2 separate regions of the Macaca mulatta genome follow, and region 1 is linked to region 2. Evidence: chromatin contacts called from public Hi-C data. All regions are on one chromosome and are shown on one strand. Each heading gives the region's core, a stretch centred on a gene start, on an enhancer-like site or on the middle of the called end of the contact. The rest is flanking DNA. Distances are from core to core; before and after follow the strand shown.

Region 1 (4,616 bases), core at 595-3,094, 80 kb before region 2:
AAAATAAAGCATCTTAATAAATTTTAGAGCCTTATATAATAAAATACAAATAAATTGATAAACTAAACCACTACTGAATTTCAATTTGGAAGATTCATTTCCTTTAAAGGAAATATATTTTTTAAATGACATAAAAATCACTTCGCGTTCACTATTTCCTGTATACTCGGCTAACAAATACTCCCTTAAATTTCAAAATGTGTTGTCTAACAGTTTCTTTTCCAAAACATACGGGTCCTTTTAAGCTGCTTTAAAAACTCTTCTAGGCAATAAGAACTGAAACTAACGCGTGAAAACCCAAGTGTCGGGAACTGCTCTGAGCCCTAGGCACTGCTCATGTTTTATTCATCTCTGTATGGGTGGCTGGCTAGTTTAGCAAAGAATTTAGCAAATAAATCAACAAATACTGGTGAATAAATTAGTCATCAAACCAGGCAGATGGTTTGGCTAATTCAAATGAATGTTCTTACATTATTGCTCAGATTTAGAACAAATCCCAAATATCCCAGCCTCGAAAATTACTGGGTTTTTTTGTTGTTTGCAAGGGAAAAGGAGAAAATGAGATCTATTTTCGTATCTAGTTCCTGAAACTAAAGCTAAAAACAAATTAGTATTCCAAAAAAAAAAAATCACGTAGTAGAAATCATAACTTCCAACTTACCAGAAAACTCCTAGAGTCTCAGGGATTTTTCTCCTCCCAATTTTTTCTCTATCTATCAATACGGTGTCCCATGAAAAGGAAAGAGTCACAAGCCACTGCTCCTTCTAGTATCAGGTATTAATTTCACTAAGACGACTTTAATAATTCAGAAATATCGACTCAAACAAAACAATGTGTGTGGTGCTACCTAAGAACCGACCTAGCGATGCATGGTCGTGGTCATTACTTTGGGAATAGAGTACGCTCGCCAATCGGAGGGTTTGGGAAGACAAAACGCAGTGTGAGGCATCAATGAAAGCACATCGCAGGGGGAGGGGTGAGGAAGGAAAAGATCAGAGAGGATTAATGACTGCATTACTGGTGGGACGGGAGGAGGCAGTCGACGACCCCGTGCAAGGGGAGTGGAGAGGTTCATTTTGCAGTGACCGTGGACTGGGGAGTGGGAGGAGGGGCAACTATCAACAGGAATCTCCCCCCTGTGGATGGGTGCGTCACTTACGCAGCCGCTTCTGGAAAGAGAAAATGTGCCCTCAGGTCAATCTCAAAGAGCAACTGCGACGGGAAGGGGGAGTGACCTTCCTAGGTGTGAGGGGAAATACAGGGTCACTTCCCAACGGACTTAGGGAGGAGATGTTGCCCTAGGTCCTCCTCGGTCATCGTGGGACAGAGGCGATTGTGGTGAGGACCCCCACAGCCGCGTGAGGGACATAAGAGACCCAGAGCTGAGGTGTGGGCGTTACCTGCAGGGTCACCTCCTGGGGGTCCCAGTGAGGCCGCAGGTGTTGCAGGAGGCTCAGGGCTCCCTCCCGGCAGCGCTGCTCCTCCTGATCCTGAACGGTGACGTTCAGCTTGGGCACCTCCGGGGAGCCGGGAGGGACGTGGATGTAATTGGCCATGGCCCAGGCGACGGCGGAGACTACCACCACGACGACGGCGACGGCGACCACGAGAACGGCGGGCGCCGACAGACTGGTGGATCCTTCCGTCCCGGGGCGCCCTCGCGGGAGGGCTGGGGGCGCTCGGACGGGCGGGCGAGCGGCAGGAGAACGTCTGGAGGCGGCACTGTCGCCGATCCGGGTCTGGACAGCAGCTGAACTGAGCCCGGGCCGCTCTCGGGAAAAATTCCTGTTGTCGGCGCTTGACCGCGGGCGGCCGCGGAGCATGCCGGGGCTGGCCTGACGCTGGCGTCACGCGCGGGGCGGGGCCTGCGCTGCGTCAGGGGGCGGAGGCGGGGTTTCTCGCCTTCCGTCACAATGGAACCGCTGTACCGCGATGGACGTCGGCCTGCGATTAGCACACACCCATCCCTGGGAACTGCTGGTCTGGAAAGCGGGGCTGCTTCTCCGGGATGAGCCCGAGCCCTGCCAAGCCCCTCAAGGCATTGAAGCTTTAGCTCACCTGATCCGAAAGATCGTGGGGATCCGGGCTCGAGTTAAAGACTGAATTTTTGTGGGAAGCAAGGGACACGTTCTAAAATAACTCTAGGATCACTCTCCGAACTTGTGCTGAGTCTAGGCAAGCAGTGTTACTCAGTCGCCTTGATCTTGGAGCTGCTGTGTACTGGGGACCTCATACTAGCTGGGTTAACTGTATTCCCATTACAGTACACGGGATCGCAGTACTCGGGACAAGCTGAGTTCAGGTATTTGGGTAAGAAAACTGCAACACTTAAGTTATTTGTGGAGTAAGATGTTCGACCATACAGAGAATAATTAGAAGCTGGGGAGAACAGATTAGAGTCTGGTATATAGAAGAAAGGGAAGGAAAGGAATAGTTTTGAAGCTCAACACTAGAACGACCCGATGTCCGTGCCAGGGTACCCCGAGTGGGCCATGAAATCTTGCGTCTCAGTGCCTTACAGGGAATGGTAGAAACTGGATAAGCTACAAGTAAAGTATTGGGGCCTCCTAATTTTCCTTTTTGATGGAGGAAAACGGTCTGGGATTCTCTGCAGCACTTAGTACTTGGTGAATACGTTTATTAGTAGTAAATAAAACCCTTAACTGGACTGAGTTTCATTAACATTCAAAATGTTTAATTACTTCACCAGCATTAAGTTTACATCCTGATTGTTAAAGAAAGAACCTACTTACCTTTGTAATTCACAAAATAATTACTTCACCTATAACGGTAAACTTCCTAAACTAAAAAGAGGGGTGGAAATGGAGCTTTATAAAACAGCAAAGAAGTTGATTTAACATTTTTCAAATTTAGTGGGTTTTTTGGCTTGCTTTTTGTTTTTATTTGTTTTGAGACGGAGCCTCACTCTGCACCCAGGCTGGAGTGCAATGGTGCGATCTCGGCCCACTGCAACCTGCGCCTCCCGGGTGTAAGCGATTCTCCCGCCTCAGCCTCACGAGTAGCTGGGATTACAGGTGCGTGCCACCACGCCCAACAAATTTTTGTATTTTTAGTAGAGACGGGTTTCACCACGTTGGCCAGGCTGGTCTCGAACTCCTGACCTCAGGTGATCCACCCACCTCGGCCTACCAAAGCGCTGGGGATTATAGGCAGGGCGCGGTGCCTCGCTGGAATGAGCCACCGCGCCCTGCCAGATTTGGGCATAATTTTCTACTAGAAACATGAGAGTGTGTGTTCCTTCCACTTGGGGGAGAAATCGTAAATATACTAATACTTTCACATTTCAGATAGTATCCCTTGCATTTTTGTATAAAATGTATTTTTATTAAGCAGTTGACATTTTAAGAATTTTAAAACTTTAAGAATTGTAAAATAATTTAAAATTATGTTGCAAACTGCACTAGTTTGTAATGGTAAATAAGAGTCCATTAACAAGTAGAAGAAAAAGAAAAACAACTGTTAGGTACCTGAGAAAAAAAGTAACAAAAATGTACAGGATCCATGGATAAAATTAATGGAGAAATGAACCATATTCATAAATGAGAAAAGATTAATATAAAGGACTCAATTTTCCCTGAACTAATCAGTACATATAATGCAGTTCCAGTTAAAATCTCAAAAGGGTTTTTTTACTGAACTTGTTAAAATGACATTGAAATTCATATCAAAAGTTAAGGTCCAAGAAAAGTGCTGTAATTGGGGAGAGAGGAATGGGGACAGGTAAGATAAGGGAATATATTGGGAGGACCAATCCTACCAGGATGTATTATATATTGGTTTAGGTATGGGCACATAGGCTACTAGAACGTAATGAAGTCCCAGAACAAAACCCATACACATATGAGAACTTTGTATATAACAAAAGTACCATTACAAATTAATGAGAAAGTCCAGACTGATCAATGAACAGAAGTGGTACAGTTGCTTTTTGTATGAGAAAAAAATTTTGATCCCTCTCTCTTATTAGGCATAAAAATTAATTTGGGGAAGATTAAAAACCTAAATGTTAAAAGCAAAACTTTAAAAATGTACAAGAAATATCAATTCTTATCAACCTAATCTACGGATTTAATTCTAATCACCCCAGGTTATGTCGTAGATATCAGCAAACCAGTTCTAATGTTTACATGCAAAGTCACAAGAGCCAGAGTAGCCAACACAATATTAAAGAAAAACAAAGTCAGAAAACAGACTTGAAGACAGTATAGCTGGGTGCAGTGGCTCATGCCTGTAATCCCAGCACTTTGGGAAGCTGACGCAGGAGGTTCACTTGAGCCCAGGAGTTCAAGGCCAGCCTGGGCAACACAGTGAGACCTCATCTCTCCAAAAAAAACTTAATTAGCCAGGTGTGGTGGTGCACACCTGTAGTCACAGCTACTCAGAGGCTGAGACAGGAGGATTGCCTGAGCCCAAGAGATTGAGGCTGCAGTGAGCCATGATCAAGTTACTGCACCCAAGCCTGGGCAACAGAACGAGACCTTGTCTAAAAAAAGAAAAAAATAATAGTATACATTCCAGTAATCAAGACAGTGTAGTATTGAGGCCAAGCCGAGTGGATCACTTGGGTTCAGTAGTTTGAGACCAGCCTGGCCAA
Region 2 (4,475 bases), core at 427-2,926:
ATTCCTGTCATAGAAGGAATTTTTGTCATGAAAAGATAATTCGGGATCACTACTGTTTGGAGTATTTAATCTACTCTATTGAGTATTTTTGAAGTTAAAAAGATCATACAGATATCTTCACTTAGGAATGAAAGGTTATAATCTTTCAGCCGGCATGAGCTCTGATTTTGTTGATACTGGGTATACTGTTAATGCTGATTTTGATATTTGGTAAGTACTGGTTTATGTTATATCCTGTGTGTGCCTCCATTTCCCTAATGTAGTCTGAGCCTGTAGATAACACCTTACTTTATGTCTAGTTGAGTCAATGCTTCAAGATGTTTAATGCTCTCCGGGTTCATTTCTTGTGCTTGACTATACTTTCCATGGTAGGAAGTACTGAACTTCTGCTACTACTGTAGGTCTTATCTTTAGGCTTGCGGATGCTTAAGAAAAACACTGTGACGATCTAAGAGTGCAGGGCAAACCTTTTTTTTTTTAATTAAAAAAGTTTCTTTTAAGAGACATGGTTTCACTCTGTTGCCCAGGTTGGGATGCAGTGGTGAGATGACAGCTCACTGCAGCCTCAAACTCCTGGGCTCAAGCAATTCTCCCAGATTCTCCCACCTCAGCTTCCTAGGTAGCTGAGACCACAGAGGAACCACTGGCCCAGCTAATTTTTGCATTTCTTGTAGAGAAGGGGTCTTACTATGTTGCCCCTTCTCCATGTGGCTGGTCTCGAACTCCTGGCCTCAATCAATCCTCCTGCCTCAGCCTCCCACAGTGCTGGGATTACAAGTCTGAGCCACCGCACCCACCAGCAGAAACTTTATTTCAAGAGGCGACTTTGGATTTCAAGGTGACCTCCCCCACCCCGCCCACAGTAATATCTGTGACCCAGTAAACAATACAAGTGCCTATGACTGAATACAAAATTTCACCAAATAATATTTATTTCACTATTCGAGATGTGCCTGGTATCTCTATTTCTTTCTTTTCTTTTTTTTTCCTGGAGACAGAGGAGTGATCTAGGCTCACTGCAACCTCCGCCTCCCAGGTTCAAGCGATTTTCCTGCCTCAGCTTCCTGAGTAGCTGGAATTAGAGGCACTTGCCATGACGCCCAGCTAATTTTTGCATTTTTAGTAGAGTCGGGGTTTCGCCATGTTGTCCAGGCTGGTATGGAACTCCTGACCTCAGGTGATCCGCCCGCCTCGCATCCCAAAGTGCTGGGATTACAGACGTGAGCCACTGCGCCCCGCCATCTAACTCTATTTCATAGAAAACTGAAACCACCACACGCAACTGTACCCCTTCCAAGTAGAAACCAGCTAATTTGGTTTTACGAATCACTAAAGGGGTCACTAAACGCCGACTGAAAACGCTCTTCTAGCAGTCTTCGCTGCTACTCCATCTGTCACAGCCCATCCGAAAAGCGGCGTTGGCAGCTGGGAAGGCCGCGGCCGGAAGCTAAGTCACAGAGCCGCACTCGCGCTTCAGCCCGCAAGATGGAGCGTTTCCCTCCAGGGAAGCAGCGCCGCACCTATGCACAGCCTCGACTCGGTGGATGATGCAGGACTCGGCCCATTTCCCTGCCCTCCAGCTTTCTCAAAGTTAGCCCCGCCCCTTATCTTTCCTCGGCGAGTTTAGTTTCGCCCCGCCAAGTGGGCAGAGCGCCGAACGATCGATGCTTTCTTCAGTGCCCTGAGAGCCGCCATTTTTGAGGGCGGGGGAAGAGAAACAAGCAGCGGCGGCACAGGCTCAATGGGATGCTGACTGGGTTTTGCTTCTCGTCCCAGCCCTGTGGGGCCGGGGCAGAAGAACCCATCAAAGCCCTTCCTCCGGCCGCCTCTCCGGAATGAGGTCTCAGCACCCGCGTGGGACATCACCCTTCCTCCTGCCTGAGTGAGTGGCGACTTGCGGCGCGACTGCCGCGCGCCCCCGCGCGCCCCCGCGCGCCGCTTCGCTGTCAGTTACCCCGCGCGCCTCCGCCCCTCTCCCGCCGGCCTCGCGCTCGGCGCAGACTCGTTTGTTTGTTTCTGCAGGAGCCCAAGAAGAGGCCGAAACCGAGACCATGCCTGGGAAGCTGAAGGTGAAAATCGTGGCTGGGCGCCATTTGCCAGTGATGGACCGTGCAAGTGACCTGACTGATGCCTTCGTGGAGGTTGGTGCGGGGTCCTGCCCCTCAAAACACAGGGAGCGCCAAGCCCTGTGAAGGATCTACCCACCTCGCCCCCAGCCCCTCAGCCTATTCCCCCCTCGACTGCCCTCCCGTCGGCCGTGATTGTCCAGCTGTCCCACGAGGGATGACCGCCGAGACTTCAGTGCGTGCGATGGGTGCACGGCTTGCAGGCGTCCGCGGCACAGTCCGCTGCGCGGGGAGGCTTGTACTGTTCTGCATGCGGGGGTGACCCTGATGTCAGGACTCATTAACAGGCCACCTGCCACTCAGGAGATCCCAAGGCGTGGCCGCGCAGCCACCGACACACACACACACACACACACACACACACACACGAATGCCGGGGTGACTCTGATGTCAGGACTCATTAACAGGCCACCTGCCACTCAGGAGATCTCAAAGTGTGACCCCACAGCCACTGAAACACACACACACACAGAGACACACACCCCCTTGGAAGGGATGGCCAGAGTGGTGGACATCATGTTTAAGAAGGTGCGTGAATCCCTTTATGGACACTTGGAGTCCCACAGTGCGTCCCACATGCCTAACATTTTGTGAATCTGCCATGCACGTTCTAAAACACAACTGTAACACTTATTGCTCTTGCATAGACTGGTAGGTCTGATGAGGTGTTTCAGAGTAATTTAGCGCCTTGAGGTAGGAAGTCAATTAATTGCCATGGACTTAAATTGCAAAATTGCTTTTTAAGTCTAATGATTAGTTTAAAAGTCATGCAAATTAGTAAAGGCCTAGGGCCGGGAAGGTAATAACCCAGAGTCTGAAAGAAGCCAAGTGAAGATTGTAATAAAAATTGGCGTGGTGAGCCAGAGCATTAGAGCAGTAATCATTTGGGCTATTAGTGCTTAGAGTTGATGGATAGATATATCATAATATATAGCCCGATTTCATCTCAATATTCCTGATGTTTCCTAAGTGTTCTCTAACCTAATAATTGCAGTTCACTGCCCCTCCTCATTGTCATGGTGATTCTTCATCACTTCATTGGAGAAAGTTTTTGAGTGCTGTTGTGCCAGATGTTAGGTAATAGGAATCCACAAATAACTGAAGCGCATAGTGTTTGCTTTCCGGTAGTTCAGACATCGACCCACACAGCCTATTTAATAATTAATAGGTAACGTGTTGAATTTAATAATTGCCTGATCTGTGCTAAGTACTTTTAAATTCTTAGTTTTCACAACAGTCCTACTATAGGAGTATTGTTATTGTCCCATGTTACGGTTGAGGTAACTGAGGCCCAGGAAGGGTAAATAATTTGCTTAAGGTTACATAGCTTGCAAACCTCCATAGCCTGACAGTTTGTTCTCTTAACCGCTCTGCTAATACAGCCTCACCAGACAAAGTGATGAGTATTGTATTAGAATATGGAAACAATTGTCTCTGAAGGTTGAGAAAGGCTTGCTGTGAAAGTGACATTTGAAATTGGCCTTGAAGGACACCCAGGATTTTACCGGGCAAAGGGAACATCAAAGGCAGGCATAGGATGGGATATATAGTAAGTTCAGGAAACTGCCTTAGTTTGGTATGTGTCTGGAGGAAAGGGTATGAGAGATGTGGGTAGTGGAGCTTGTTAAGGATGAGGCTGGAAAGCCCTATTTTCTATAAAACCTCCTTTTCTGTAGTATTTATAAGGAGGAATAAGGAAGCTTTTTTTTTTTTTCTTTCTTTCTTTTTTAAAGACAAGTTTTATTCTGTTGCCCAGGCTGGAATGCAGCTCACTGCAGCCTCCAACTCCCGGCCTCAAGCCACCCTCCTGCCTCTCCCCCTTCAGCCTCCCAAAGTGCTGGGATTATGGACCTGAGCCACCACACCTGGCCAGGGGAGTTTTTAAAGCAGAAATAAAATAAGATCATGTTTGTATTAGTTTGTTTCTTTATAGGATGGCCTGAATGGGGATGCTATTGATTGACTAGACAGATGGGAAGTGAGGCAGGGAGATCGGTTAAGAAGGTGGTAAAATTATCCAGGTAATATGTGGGAATGTGCATAGGAATGGATTTGAACATGAAGATTTGTGGGACATTTCTTAGGTTAAAATTGTCAGGCCTTGATAGTTACGTGGATTTTGCTGGTGATGAAGGGGCTGATTCACAGGTTACTTACTACTTCCTTCTTTGAACAAATTGAGTGTCGGCTGTTTGCCAGGCTCTGGGCTAGTCACTGGTCTAGCCAATGGATAAACATGGTGAGTAAGACAGACTTGGTTCCTGCTCTTAATGCAGCTTATATTTTAGTAGGAGAGACAGATAAATTTAAAGGTAAATAAGGTAAATAAATTTTAAATGTATTTAAAAT

The links. A called contact is a pair of places that touch in the nucleus more often than the background predicts.
Region 1: a Hi-C map of liver shows a contact between it and region 2, with 2.9 times the contacts expected there. The contact joins the promoter of ETNK1 here to the promoter of C2CD5 in region 2. A contact is called at or near these places in 6 of 14 Hi-C or Micro-C datasets (CD4 T cells, blood, cortical neurons and 3 more).

What each region holds. Positions count from the first base shown.
Region 1 is chr11:25,001,750-25,006,365 of T2T-MMU8v2.0, reverse strand. It overlaps ETNK1 (ethanolamine kinase 1), which reads right to left and starts at 1,844. Exons shown (of 9, transcript XR_013400936.1): 1 at 1,402-1,844. LOC144332807 (a long non-coding RNA gene) reads left to right here and starts at 1,940. Exons shown (of 4, transcript XR_013400938.1): 1 at 1,940-2,311.
Region 2 is chr11:24,921,541-24,926,015 of T2T-MMU8v2.0, reverse strand. C2CD5 (C2 calcium dependent domain containing 5) reads left to right here and starts at 1,676. Exons shown (of 26, transcript XM_077953710.1): 1 at 1,676-1,882; 2 at 2,023-2,141. The coding sequence starts at 2,052.